Linked DNA regions of Mus musculus: regions 1 and 2 are each linked to region 3. A link is a contact called in public HiChIP or PLAC-seq data. All regions are on one chromosome and are shown on one strand. The core of a region is the stretch at or near the end of the contact, and the rest is flanking DNA. Distances in the headings are between cores, read along the strand shown. Region 1 overlaps Aggf1 (angiogenic factor with G patch and FHA domains 1). Region 2 holds the start of Zbed3 (zinc finger, BED type containing 3). Region 3 overlaps Pde8b (phosphodiesterase 8B).

Region 1 (4,012 bases), core at 1,110-3,609, 320 kb after region 3:
GTGTTATATAAAGCAGCCTCCTTTTGAATCAACTTGTTCTCTATTCTACAGTGTTCTATAAATTCTACATCACTATAAAATCTACATCTATGAATTCTAGTTTCTTATCAGGTACATGATTTGCAAGTGTATTTCCTGGCCTATGGTTTCCTTCATATTTCTTAAGTGTCTCTGAGTAAGCAAAATCTTACATTTTGACAAAGTATAGCTTGTCAACGTATTCTCATACATTGGTGTTAAATACCTCAGGAAATTTGCCTAAACTTGTGTGTGAACAGCACGTAGAGTAAGAGGAATGGGCCGGTTTCCCCAGCTGTCCTCCACTTTGGTTTCTGAGAGGGGGCTAACTGATTCAAATAGCCTGGCTGACCAGCACGCCTCAGGGATGCTCCTAGCCCACCTCCCTGGTGCACATTACCCTGGCTTTCAGACAGTGGCTGGGATCTTAACTCAGGCCCACATGCACGTTGTAGTTTCAATTCTAACTTCAGCAGTGATGTTATAAACACCAGAACTATAGAAATTACATACATAATCGTGGTAAATACAACTTACTTATAGTGTGCTTAGTACACTGACTAATGAGAGAATACTTAGCACCCTTACCTGCAAGCCATACTTTACTCGTATTTTCTTGAGTGCTTTTCTTCTTTCCAACTCTTTTTCCTCCTTACTTAGTGCTGGACCGACTAAAAGGAAAAACTGAGTTGTAATATGACAGACTTTACAGAAAATTAATGCTTACTAAAAAAATAGTTTATCTTAGTATATTAACCAGTTCAAACCATTTTCCAAGAAATTTCACAATCTCATTTTTCATTATTACAGTAGAATAAGATTCCATTGTCTGTCTGTCTATAGACTACTACATTATCATTATCCATTCATCAGCAAGTGGAAAGTACTATGCTGAGATATCTAACCCAGGCCCAGAAAGACAAAATGTCATATTCTCACATTTCACACATGCTATGTGGAAATATTAAATTGGTGCATTTAACCTGGAGTGTCTGCAGGACCTGAAAGGCAGAGCAAGCCCATGGGAGGAAGGGGGGAAAGTAGAGCTTATGTAACATGGGGCTAACATTTGTGGGGAGTGGGGTGACCCAGAAATAAAGACTGAGAAAGCCCCTTCTGGAACTCCACTGTTTTGGAAGTCACTTTAAAAACAGTTCCCACAAAGGACTCTGACTAGAGGTGGGCTGCACGCGTGGACAGGAACAAATGTGTCAGTACTCAGCCCTACAGACCACACACTAAGCGTACATGCAGTGCGCCTCGTCCACAACCTCGCCAGCTAGACACAGGCTGCTCCACTCACACACGGTGAGACATGAGGGGGGAAGGGGGCTCAATGGTAAGAGGGACTTGTAGAGTATCAGCCCCCCACACACTTGGTGCTTCACATACCCAGAGGCTCGTCCTTTCTATCGAGGCGGAGGTGAGCTCTGACCTGCCCCGGCTCACAGCCATCGCACGTCTCACTGCCAGGGTGAATGTGAAAAGACAGCACAGTCTCCCCAATTTTCACTTCGTCGCCGTGTTCGAGGACGTAAGGATCACATTTAGTTTTTGGCTAGATGAGAAATTTTGAATGAAACAGAAATACAAAATGGTTATTATGTCTATGGTAGTGAAAAGTTGAGAAAAGGAGAGGCATGCACACTTCCACAACCTGATGGACAGACAGTGAAAAAGACTACCAGGATCATGGCAGCAGCTCAGTGGAAGAACATACACTTACCATGAACCAAACTCTGAGCTCCACCCATGATCCCTTACAGTATTCCCCAAAAGCTACTTATAATCCCGATCTTATCAAAGCCCACCAGTTTTCTTACCATTGAAGTCCATCTGGACTTCAATCTGTTAGCAAAACACATATTAATCAGAGGAAAGTTATATGTGAAGAAGTGATTACCTTCCCTCTTCTTTAAAAAAAAAAATGTGCTCTGTGTGTCTGTCTGTGCGTGCATAAGCTGTTACATAGGCCCTGGGATCAGTACTCTGATTCTAACGATACCACGGTAAATACTCTTAACCCCTGAGTGACCTCTCAGTTTTTCTTATAATTTCTTTCTTTCATTCTTAAAGCATAAGAATAAGGCCTCCTTGGTGGTTTATATTACCAACTTGACAGGATCTAGAACCACTTACAGTCTCTGAACACACCATGGGGGTGACCTCTGGGCATGCCAGTGAGGGATCATCTAGATTAGGTTAACTGGGGGGACAGATCCACCTGAACGGTGGTGGCCCCAGGCCATGGCTGGGTTCCTAGACTGAGCAAAGAGGAGAAACTGGGCTTAGTGCTGGCATTTTCTCCCTGTGCTTCCTGAAGTCCAACATAATATAACCCCCCTGCTTCCCAGTGACCCGCTTCCCCGTGATGGACAACTCTTCTCCTTTCCTCAGTTCCTTTGTCAGGGTTTTTAGTTTTAGTTTTTAGAAAAGTCCTAGTTTACCATTATTTTTATTAAGACAAAGGGGGGGCAGTTAGGGCTGTCCAGTGGTGTGTCAGAGGGAGAGCATCTGCTTGATGTGCAGGAAGAACCTGGGCTAGAATCGCAGAGCACATGGGAAGAAGGAGGGCCACCAAAGCTGCTTCTATGAACATTCAGTGCTGGGCTGTGGAATGACTCAGCAGGAAGAGGAACTCCACCAAGCTGACCTCCACACGTGGAGGCCATACACACATATATAGTTAATCTAAATAAGCTTTGTGGTACAGTCATACCTAAAAGTAGCAACAGAGATATAATCAGAAGTCAAAACTCAACAGGCCAATAGCTACTAAATATTTTTTTCTAGCCCTTTCTGGAAAATTCCAACCAAGTTATAAATTTGTGCTTGAATTGTGATCTGTAACGACTAGAACCTAAGCTCAGATAAGGAAGTATGGGTAAACTACACATGAACGTACCTGAAGAATCTGTTTCCCGTTGACAATGGTACCATTCTGGCTGCCCTGATCCACAAGAACGTAGCTTTGCAAGTCATGGTCGAAGTAAACTTCTGCGTGGAACTTAAAGGAAAGCAACCAAGCAATTACAAAGAACTGCACACTTTCAACCCAGAGCGAACTTCACTGGTGTGCAGCAGTGTAGGCATGAGTCTCTGATCATTTCACCTCATTTCTCTTAATGTTTTTTTTCTGAGTACAAATTATTACAAGTTTCTGGTAGAAATATGGAGGCTATACTTCCTATGCTTCCATCTTTAACTATGATGAAAAATTTGTATATATCCTGCTTCTTCTATTTTTAAAACATAAGTAAGATTATACTATACATACAATGTGATTTTTTTGTTTTTGGCCTAACATAAGCACTACCACTGCCTATTTGAAATAATTACAATTCTCAATACATACTAACTTGAAACACTCATTCTCACGGAAGCAAGTTCTCCATGTGTTCACATCAGAGTGGCCTGACCTCCCTTCCCCTGCTGCACAGCGGCCTGACCTCCCTCCCCTGCTGCACAGCGGCCTGACCTCCCTCCCCTGCTGCACAGCGGCCTGACCTCCCCTGCTGCACAGCGGCCTGACCTCATTACTGCAGAGCGTGCGCTTCATACATTGTGCAGCTGCTTCACAGGGCTAGCAGTACGCCATACAGTGTCCACGAAGTGGGTACAACGATCCTCCCTTCACCTAGTATATGAATAACCCCACACTCAAGGCTTGTAAAGCTGGACATCTAGGCTTTCCGGGGGCTTATTATCTTTAAAACTTTGCTGTGGGCAGGCTGGAGAGACGGTTCAGTGGTTAGAGCACTGGCTGTTTTCCAGAGGACCTGAGTTGGATCCCCAGCACCCACATGGCAGTTCATCTACACACAGACTTCTAACCATCCGAGTCCCAGGTAATCCATCCTTTTCCTCTGCCTCTGTGTGCATGAGGCACCCAACTGGTACACAGACACACATGCAAGCGAAACACTCGTACACATACACTTTTTTAAATTAAAAAAAAAACTGTCATGAGCCTTCTTGCATACATAGTATCTGT
Region 2 (4,382 bases), core at 840-3,339, 290 kb after region 3:
GTTGAAGCAGTGGGAGGCAAGCCTACTCTATGAGATGGAACCCACACTGTTAAAGAGGCTAAGAACCTGAAACTACTGAGGCAAAACCTACTACTATGATTCTGCTCAACTAACACAGCGATAAACAGCTCCCAATGACATATTTTTATACCTGTATGTGAAATCAGTACTTCACAAGACCTTCATCGGAGAAGCTGCTTCTTGCTGTAGATGCTAATTAACACAGACCCACAGCTGGACAGCTTGTAGAGTCAGAGACTTTGGAGCACTCTATCCTAAATGGGATGTCCTCGTCACACCTTCCCCGAGGCTCTGGGACTCTGTGGGAGAGGAGGTGGGAACAGTGTCAGAGCAAAAGGTGTGGGTGACTCCAAGGAGACCGTGCCTTCCAGACATACCAAGGTGACACAGGTGACACACAGAGACTGTGACAACATGTATAAGACCTGCAAAGGGGCAAGCCAGACCAAAGCCCAGTGGAGGAAGAAGTGAGCAAGGTCCCACAAAGAGCCGATTGCAATTTACACCTGCAGGGAGAGGGAGAGAATAGTGAGATATTGTCTACCAACCCACACCAGGATGGGCCTCATGCTCACGGTAGTTGGCCAATACAAAACTGTCTCCATGTGTGATGACTATTCTTGGTTATCAACCTCACTGCATCTGAAACTAGCTAAAACCCCAAAATGAAAGGCACACCTGTGAGGGATTTTTACCTAATTTGAAGTGGGGAGATCCACTTCTAATCAGGAATCTTTGAGGTAAAAAGACACACCTTTAATCTTTTGAGCCAGAAAAACCCCACCCCTAATCTGGGCCACGCCTTCTGCTGGAAGCCTATATAAGGACACGGGAGAAGACAGCTTTTTGCTTTTTGCCACTGTACTCTGGCCTAACTGGCAAGTCCATCGCCAGCGGCGGCGGTTACTCCTGCAGGATTCCAGCTTCTATTGAAGACCAGCTGAGACACAACTACTAGATTCTTGGATTTTCCATTCATAGACAGCTACTGTTGGGTTAGCTGGACCACAGCCTGTAAGTCATTCTAAAACTTCCCCCTTTCTCTATATAAAGAGAGGAATTCGGTTTGTAAGTTCTGTTACTCTAGAGAATCCTTACACACTTTTTAAAATGTGTTTTCGTTCATTTGTTTGTTTGTTTTACTGGTTTGCTGGGTTACAAAAGAATATGATCAAAATATATTGTATGAAAACATTTAGGTCAATCTTGAAAGAGGGGAATCTAATAATCTCGCCATTGCAAAAGTATTCCTTTCGTGATACCCAACAAGATTTTTCTTTTCTCTGAAATTCTTGGCATAGAAGAAAGTCAACAAATAGGTCTATCAGGTGTGTGTGTGTTTAAGTGAGGAGGGTTATAATATTTCCACTGCAAAACACGTGCTCTGCATGAGCAAGGTGCTCCTCCCCAGCGCCACTTGAACCAAAGCAGTTAACATGGATTGTATTACCTACAAAAGAATTTCTTGGTTTTTTGGTTTTTTGTTTTTTTTTGTTTTTTTTACATTTATATCTTTTTGCTTATTGTCTTCTAGCAAGGCTTCGTGCCCATTGTTCATGTGACTTACTTTGACTAATAGAATGTGAGCAGAGCAGTATGTGGGCTGAAGAGATGATTGGGGTGGGGGGGCGGGGAGTCGGTTACCGCCGATCCATCGCCCTCTTCTGGATTCCACTGACACTGCACCCATGCATGCACAGACACCCACCACCACCACCACCACGCAAAAACACTAAATTAAAAAGCAACAAATTAGTGACTTTTGTTTTGTTTTTATGAATGAAGGGCAGAACGTGCCAGCTGTGCGTTAAGAGCTAACTGGTGCGTTCTTGAATTTGGCAAGTCACTTCCTTGCGACTATTTATAGATTAAAAATCTGTATGGTGGGAATATTTGAACGGCTGGAACAGCAAAACGCTACACAACAGGATTGCCCGTCAGCCTGCAAAGCCCCAAGGCTCTCGCCCGCACCTCAGCGGGCTGGTCTTGAAAAAGGTTTCTCTTTCCACCTGGAGCGTGGAATGCAGAAACCCGCCTTAGAACGCAGCCGCTAGCGGCTGATGTAACTGTAAATCACGCAGACGCTGTTAACTGAATATAATGAAGACAAAGGTAGTTCCCTGTGCTGGTGGTTTGGGTGGACACCTTTTCCTCCTAAGACCTTGATTGCAAGGACTTCTGACTAGTGCCATATCAGAGGCCTTAATCTGTAAGAATGCGAGCGAGCAGTGCGCCCAGCTGAGGATCTGGACCCGCTGAATCCAAGGGCTTGGAAGGTTAACGCGCAAACGTGCAGAGCCACGGTTAAAACGCTTTCAGCATCCCTGCGCTATTATTGCACCGTTTAAAAACCTCCGACAGATTTCAATTCGTTAAACTAGTTCTCCATCCGTTACTCTAAACTCCTCCCGGACCGGATGGTTTAGCAGCGGCGCCCCGGCGTCCAGACCACGCGTCACCGCCCCCCATGGACGCCCCGAGACGCGCAAATTGAGCGCTGTGTCTTTAAGGGGGAATCGGCCTTTTCCGTCCAGGACAAAATGTCTGCGAGGAGCCCGGAGGCGAGGGGCGACCATCGCGGCGTCCGGGTGAGCGTGGCTGGCTGGGGCTCGGTGGCGTGGCTTGGCTTGGCGGGAGCGACCGCAGGGACACCAGGGGCTGCAGTGATCTCAGGGGCCCGCGGGGACGTCCGGGATCGGAGAAACCGCGGGGTGGAGGGGTGCGGGGGACGCCACGCAGGACCTCGGGGACTTCGGGAGCCCCTAGGCCGTGGGATCCAGGGTCGCAGCCGCGGGGTCTGCAGGGGATGCCTACCACCCCAGGCTTGGCGGAGGGGCCCAGCCTGCGGGCTTCCGGAACCTTCTGGAGCGTCTCCGCTCTCTTTGGTTAACCAGCTCCGGGGGGTGGGGGGTGGGGAAGAGGGGGAACTGTCCCCGTAAAGTTGCCTCGGTGGAGAGTGACTTTGAGCCTCATGCGCTAATTGCGACTTGGTTAATGTTTCCCACCTGTGTGTGTGTGTGGAGGGGGGGGGGGGGGCTGTAAGAAAACCGGTGTAAACCAGAGTAAACCAGAATCTCCTCCTCCACTGGACACAAAAGAGTTTCCTGATCCGGGCCTGGCTCACTGGAGCCTTTGGTTGTGCAAGCCTTCTGTGGCCGGCTTAAAGCTTTACTAAAAAGAATAGGATTTTCCTTCATTGGAAAAAAAGTACCTGCCATTGCTGAGCTCCAAAGGTGTTTAGAACAGCTGTTGAATAGTTTCGTGAGTTGAGATAATTAGTGGTGTTCTGAATTTTTTATTTTATTTTTTTTTTTAAGACGGGGTCTGTTTCCTTGGGTGACCTGAAACTTGCCTGTGTAGACCAGGCTGACCTGGATCTTACAGAGACTACCTGCCTCTGCCTCCCAAGGGCTTGGATTAAATTCATGGGATTAAATTCCTGGTGATTCCAGTACTGTTTATTAGTGCACACTTTGGCCTCAAATAGTTCAAGGCAAGTGACAATAAGAAGCATAGGAAATGTTGTTTTTTAAAGTGCTAATCCATACCACATAATTCAAAAGCCACATGTGTGTGTATATGTATGTGTACATATACATATATATTAATGCAGAGCTGAAAGAAAGGTGCACTTTCGGGCATAGTGCATTATTTTACAAGGCTTTAATAGTGCTTTGGTGGCTTTTAGCTAATGGTAGAAATAGCTGAGAGTTCAGCTTACAGCATTCACGTGGCTTTTTTTGCTTCACTAAATAGCTATGAATCCAGTACTTTATTTTTTTTTAACAGCCCATGTAAAATCTTTTTCTGAATATTTTCCCACTTAGCTCTTTGCTTCACAATACGTTGCAATCATTTTCACTGACTTAAAAGTTTGTTATGGGAATGCTCCCACCACCGTGTGCTCATGACCATGAGGATGCCTGAGGGTCCGATTCCACAGAGCCTGGCTTACAGGCAGTTATTGGAGCAGCTGGACTGGGAGGCTCGGGGTGGAGCTCTGCCCTCCGGAAGAGCGGTCAGCGCTCAGAACCACGGTCATCTCTCAGGCCCCTTCCCCAGCTTTTAATTTCATGTTATGCCTTCAGGCTAATAATTACAGACGAATAGTCCTGGTTGTCTGGGTCTGTTTATGAATGAGCCCAATGGCAGGAAACTGATAGGTGAGCAGAGCTGGGCAGATCACAGGTGAGTGGATTACAGCTCCTTGGCACTGCGGCTGTGGAGGGTAATTAATTACTCAATTATGTGTGCTTTGATTTAACCTCTGTTGGATGAAGTAATCGCAGGCCGTTAGTGTTTCACATAATCTGTGAATTTCAGTTTTTCCCGTTAGATCCAGGCTCAATCAACACACCCCT
Region 3 (4,011 bases), core at 382-2,881:
CCCCAGCTCCAGGCTGATAATCACCTCACGCTGGAGAGGCAGAAAATGCTTCGGTGCCAGAGCAGGCTCTGGGAGAGACACGCGCCAGTATCTCACTACACAGGCTCGCTCACCTCTGCTCTCCCAGAAGCACACTGCACTCGCTCATTACGTAGGAGCCCTTACCTCAGCTGCCAGTGGCTTGTTGATGCTGTTCACGAATTTGTTCACGTGCTCGAAGTGTTTTGTCATCTCTGTAGCCAAAACCATGTCGATAATAGCCTGGCGCAGCGTTCGATAGTGGTTCCTAAATAATAAGAGGACAAAGTTCCCTGCTCACACCATGCCCAAGTCAGAAGTGCCCTGATGCTCTGCCTCCCCACAGCCCAGGACAGAAGGGGTCAGAGTCAAGTGACTGCTAATCCTAGACTCCATCCGCTCAGCCCCCGCCCCCCAGTAAGCCCATGTTGATGCCACTCCACGTTCTCCAGTGACAGCTGACTCTTCTGCACAGCCATGCTAAGAGAAATGAAAGTGCACATCATGTGACAAGCAACTGTTTCGAATGGTAGTTTCCATCCCTTCCTGTGAAAACACTGGAACAAGGAAGTGGAAGGGACAGAAACAAAGTGGCAGTCTGCTGAGGTTTGACTGTGCCCTGTGTAGACCGGTTCCTACTGGAGAGAACTGCCAATCTCTTCCGATGGTGCTGAGGGAGATTTTCCTTTCACATAATCCTGTAACCTGTAAATGTCTGATGTTTGCAGTGGTTGGAACAACAGCTCAAGGTTATCAGAAAACCCCTATCATGTACTAACTCTAAGAGACTGAATGAAGAGCTAAGCAAACCAGCTTGATACGCTAGAACTTAAGTCTGAATTAGAACAACCGCTCTCTGTAACCATAGAGATTTTTCTAGAGCCTAAACTGGTAAGTTCATGTAGACAGTGTCATGAGGCCCAAGCGACCACCAGGCCTTTGCCCAGGACTCTGCTCAGCAGCTTGCTGGTGCGGTATAGGAAATAGCCGTAGCCTGACCACACAGTTGTTAGCAGGTAAGAATTGTTCCACCACGTCACATCACGGTGCTGTTTGCAGATGTTCTGAGAGCATCTCTCTCTGTGAGAAGGAAACCTGTCTCATTCCCAGCATCCTCACTGGGACCTCCTCATGGGGATGGATGCTTAGCCCAAACTCAGCTGGAAATGCAGGATTATACATTGTCTTTGAGCCACAGGGAGGAAGATAAAAATATTTGATAGACTTGTTAGTGAGGCCATCAACATTTAGGCAGTGCTTTTCAGTGCATAACAAACATTTATTTTTATGGACTTACTGAAGGCTAAATGAGATTTTTTTTAGAGCAGGAAAGGCAGTCTGAAAAGTTCAGATGGGCAAAGCTGGTTTATAACCTGATACAGTGAAGAGCCACTGTTTCATTCCCATCTATCCAGAGAAACCAGAGAAAACTCAGCTTCATTTTTAGCTTCACAGACCTAGCCCCGGGAGCCCAATCACGCCAAACCTGTCAATATTCTTGAAAATGTTGCACTTGGTGTCCTTGACTGTGAGCTGGAAGGCCAGGGCTGTGTGGTGACTCTCCAAGACTGCAGTGTCATTGTAGAGCACAGCGAGCTCGCTGCCGGCGTTGCACAGGAAAGAGTTGGTCCTTCCGGGGTGATCCACGTCGTGGACTGTGGCAGCAATCAGAGCAGCCACCTCATCCAGCTGGTCCAGGCTTCCCTGGGGGAGGGGGAGGATACAGAACATTATTCACAGGCTTCTAGACACCAGCATCCATCTCTGTCTCTTGGAGAGAGAAGGGCTTGGGGCTGGAACCTTTGGAATTTCCTTTCGGTTTCCTCCTAGTCTTAGCAGAAAGGTAGCCTTGGGCACACGGTGGCACTGTCCTGTGCTGTGTATTCTCTTGAGAACACAGAAGCTACAACACCTGAACTGTCTATAGTCTGTTTGCTGGTTCTTTGACAAAGAAGCCAAGCAGGTCTTTTGAATTGATGCTGTGACGCTCTGCCATGATGCATGGAAAGTAGCCGGCATCACAGATATTCCTTACACATCAGCTTCTGCAGGCATATTGGAGGGCCAGTTGTAAATAGCACAGCTAGCTCACAGGATGAATGGGACAGTAACTGGAGCTTGGCAGTGAGGCAGAGGCAAGATGGAAAGCTTATCAAGAAATGCAGGGGCTGGGCTCACAGGCAGCAAAGGCTTAGAGAAACTCACCAGACCTTCACTATGCTAATGCTGAGCTCAAATGACAGCAAGTATTCTTCTTAGCCAGTAAGTTAGTAGAAAGCTGGCAGATGGGGTGTTATGTAAGACACTGTATTATGAATTCATTCCATGTCAGATGCCTAAAGGCGTCAGGTACTGTGCACAGCACCAGAGATGAAGCAGTGATAGATACTAATGGGTGAGATTAGATAAAAAGAGTCCCAACTTCCCGAGAGTGTAACCATGGGGCTGGGCAGAGCAGGGCAGCACTGATCGCTGACCATCATGTGGTGATGGGAGTGCACTGCCTCTGTGGAATGCAGACAAAGCCTATTATATACAGCTCCTGAACGCTTGCCTATGGCCAGTGCGATGGAGGACCTCCTCAGCTTTATTCAGTAGCTGTGTATGGTTAACGACTACTGTGATGGTTGGTATATGCTTGTCCTAGGGAGTGGCACTATTGGGAATTGTGTCCTTGTTAGAGTAGGTGTGTCTCTGTTAGAATGGGTATGTCACTGTGGGTGTGGGCTTTGTCCTAGCAAGTCAGTCTTCTACTAGTAGCCTTCAGATGAAGAGGTAGAACTCTCAGCTCCTCCTGCACCATGCTTGCCTGGATGCTACCATGTTCCTGCCTTGATGATAATGGGCTGATCCCCTGAACCTGTAAACCAGCCCCAATTAAATGTTGTCTTAAAAGACTTGTAAGACTTGCCTTGGTCATGGTGTCTGTTCACAGTAGTAAAACCCTAAGACAACTACCAAACTGGCCAACAAAGGTCTACAGAATTGCCAATGACAGCTTTCCTAAGAAAGTGATTTTTATTGCTGAAGTATTGTGGATAAGCAACAGGAGAGCAGGCAACATGCAGTAAAGGAGAGGAGTCCAGGCAGGGAGTCCAGATGAAGTTACTGAGGGAGCTAATCGAGCCAAGGGGTGAACAGTGAAGGAAGAGGGAGGTAGGCCTCGAGGAAGACTTGGAAGATTTACTAGATAAGGTTTACAGTGTTTCCAGCTTGCTCTCATAGTTCTGTGGGAGGGAAAACTAGGTAAGGAAGACAGCCTGAAGCTCAGGCCTGTGCTGCTGATGCCATCCCAGGCCCTGGGGCAGTCCCTGTCAGTGCTGACTTGGTGTTATAGTGGGACTTTCTTGAATGTTGTCTCTATCCAGGAAGGGAGTCACTTCTATCTTGAATCATGTCACAGGGCTGGTAGGAATCTTGGCTTGGCCCAGCCAGCTTACAAAGTTTCCTGAGAGCATCCTGAAACCTACTGCAAGCAGAGAGGCCTGGTCAGCTGGCACTGTGTTTATGATCTAGACCAAATTGACTGCATAAGACCGGGCTGGAAGGGCTGAGTTAGGCTGGAGCCATTCTGTGTCTTGTAGATCAATTTCTCTTGGTAAAGAAAAGAATGATGCAGGCGTCTCCATGTCCAGAGATTTTTACTAGCTGCACGTTTACGGGGTCACTCTCTCCCTCCCTCTCTCTCTTCCTCCTCCTCTTCTTCTTCCTCTTCCTCCTTTCTTCCTCCCTCCCTCTCTCCCTCCTTCCCTCCTTCTCTCCACTAACCACCACAGGACATGAGGGACATATCTCAATAAACAAAGGCAACTTACAACAAGCCCACAGCCAACATCATTATAAATGGATAGAAATTCAAAGCATTTCCACAAAACTCAGAAGCAAGACATGAATGTCTACTCTACACCTGTTCAATATAGTTCTTGAAGTCTTAGCTAGAGCTATTAGACAACTGAAGGAGACCAAGGGGATACCAACAGAAAAGGAAGACGC

What was found. HiChIP or PLAC-seq counts read pairs in DNA pulled down with a chosen protein or histone mark.
Region 1: a contact with region 3 is called in an H3K4me3 HiChIP or PLAC-seq map of bone marrow-derived macrophages, with 4 times the contacts expected there. The contact joins two enhancer-like sites. A contact is called at or near these places in 1 of 15 datasets of contacts at CTCF or cohesin (the NIH/3T3 cell line), 18 of 484 Hi-C or Micro-C datasets (the AML12 cell line, the C2C12 cell line, CD4 T cells and 12 more), 3 of 115 datasets of contacts at active chromatin or transcription factors (astrocytes, bone marrow-derived macrophages and embryonic stem cells) and 1 of 9 other capture datasets (embryonic stem cells).
Region 2: an H3K4me3 HiChIP or PLAC-seq map of bone marrow-derived macrophages shows a contact between it and region 3, with 5 times the contacts expected there. The contact joins the promoter of Zbed3 here to the enhancer-like site in region 3. A contact is called at or near these places in 11 of 39 promoter capture datasets (the 3T3-L1 cell line, the C10 cell line, Sertoli cells and 6 more), 1 of 15 datasets of contacts at CTCF or cohesin (the NIH/3T3 cell line), 6 of 484 Hi-C or Micro-C datasets (B cells, cerebral cortex, cortical neurons and 3 more), 28 of 115 datasets of contacts at active chromatin or transcription factors (the SCID.adh cell line, SST interneurons, VIP interneurons and 18 more) and 4 of 9 other capture datasets (adipose tissue, embryonic stem cells, macrophages and 1 more).

Annotation. Positions count from the first base shown.
Region 1 is chr13:95,355,787-95,359,798 of GRCm38.p6, forward strand. Aggf1 (angiogenic factor with G patch and FHA domains 1) reads right to left here. Exons shown (of 14, transcript NM_025630.3): 9 at 2,924-3,025; 10 at 1,411-1,576; 11 at 607-689. Among named protein-coding and RNA genes, the nearest start is that of Aggf1, 18 kb to the right of the region's middle. Within about 2 kb of position 2,360, at least 25 of the 459 cell types and tissues checked have an H3K27ac peak or open chromatin away from gene starts, as enhancers often do. A contact at or near this core is called in bone marrow-derived macrophages, where this site is marked.
Region 2 is chr13:95,322,736-95,327,117 of GRCm38.p6, forward strand. It overlaps Zbed3 (zinc finger, BED type containing 3), which reads left to right and starts at 2,090. Exons shown (of 2, transcript NM_028106.3): 1 at 2,090-2,609.
Region 3 is chr13:95,032,665-95,036,675 of GRCm38.p6, forward strand. It overlaps Pde8b (phosphodiesterase 8B), which reads right to left. Exons shown (of 22, transcript NM_001374003.1): 18 at 1,505-1,722; 19 at 166-286. Among named protein-coding and RNA genes, the nearest start is that of Gm41025, 16 kb to the right of the region's middle. Within about 2 kb of position 1,632, at least 65 of the 459 cell types and tissues checked have an H3K27ac peak or open chromatin away from gene starts, as enhancers often do. A contact at or near this core is called in SST interneurons, Sertoli cells, VIP interneurons and 7 more, where this site is marked.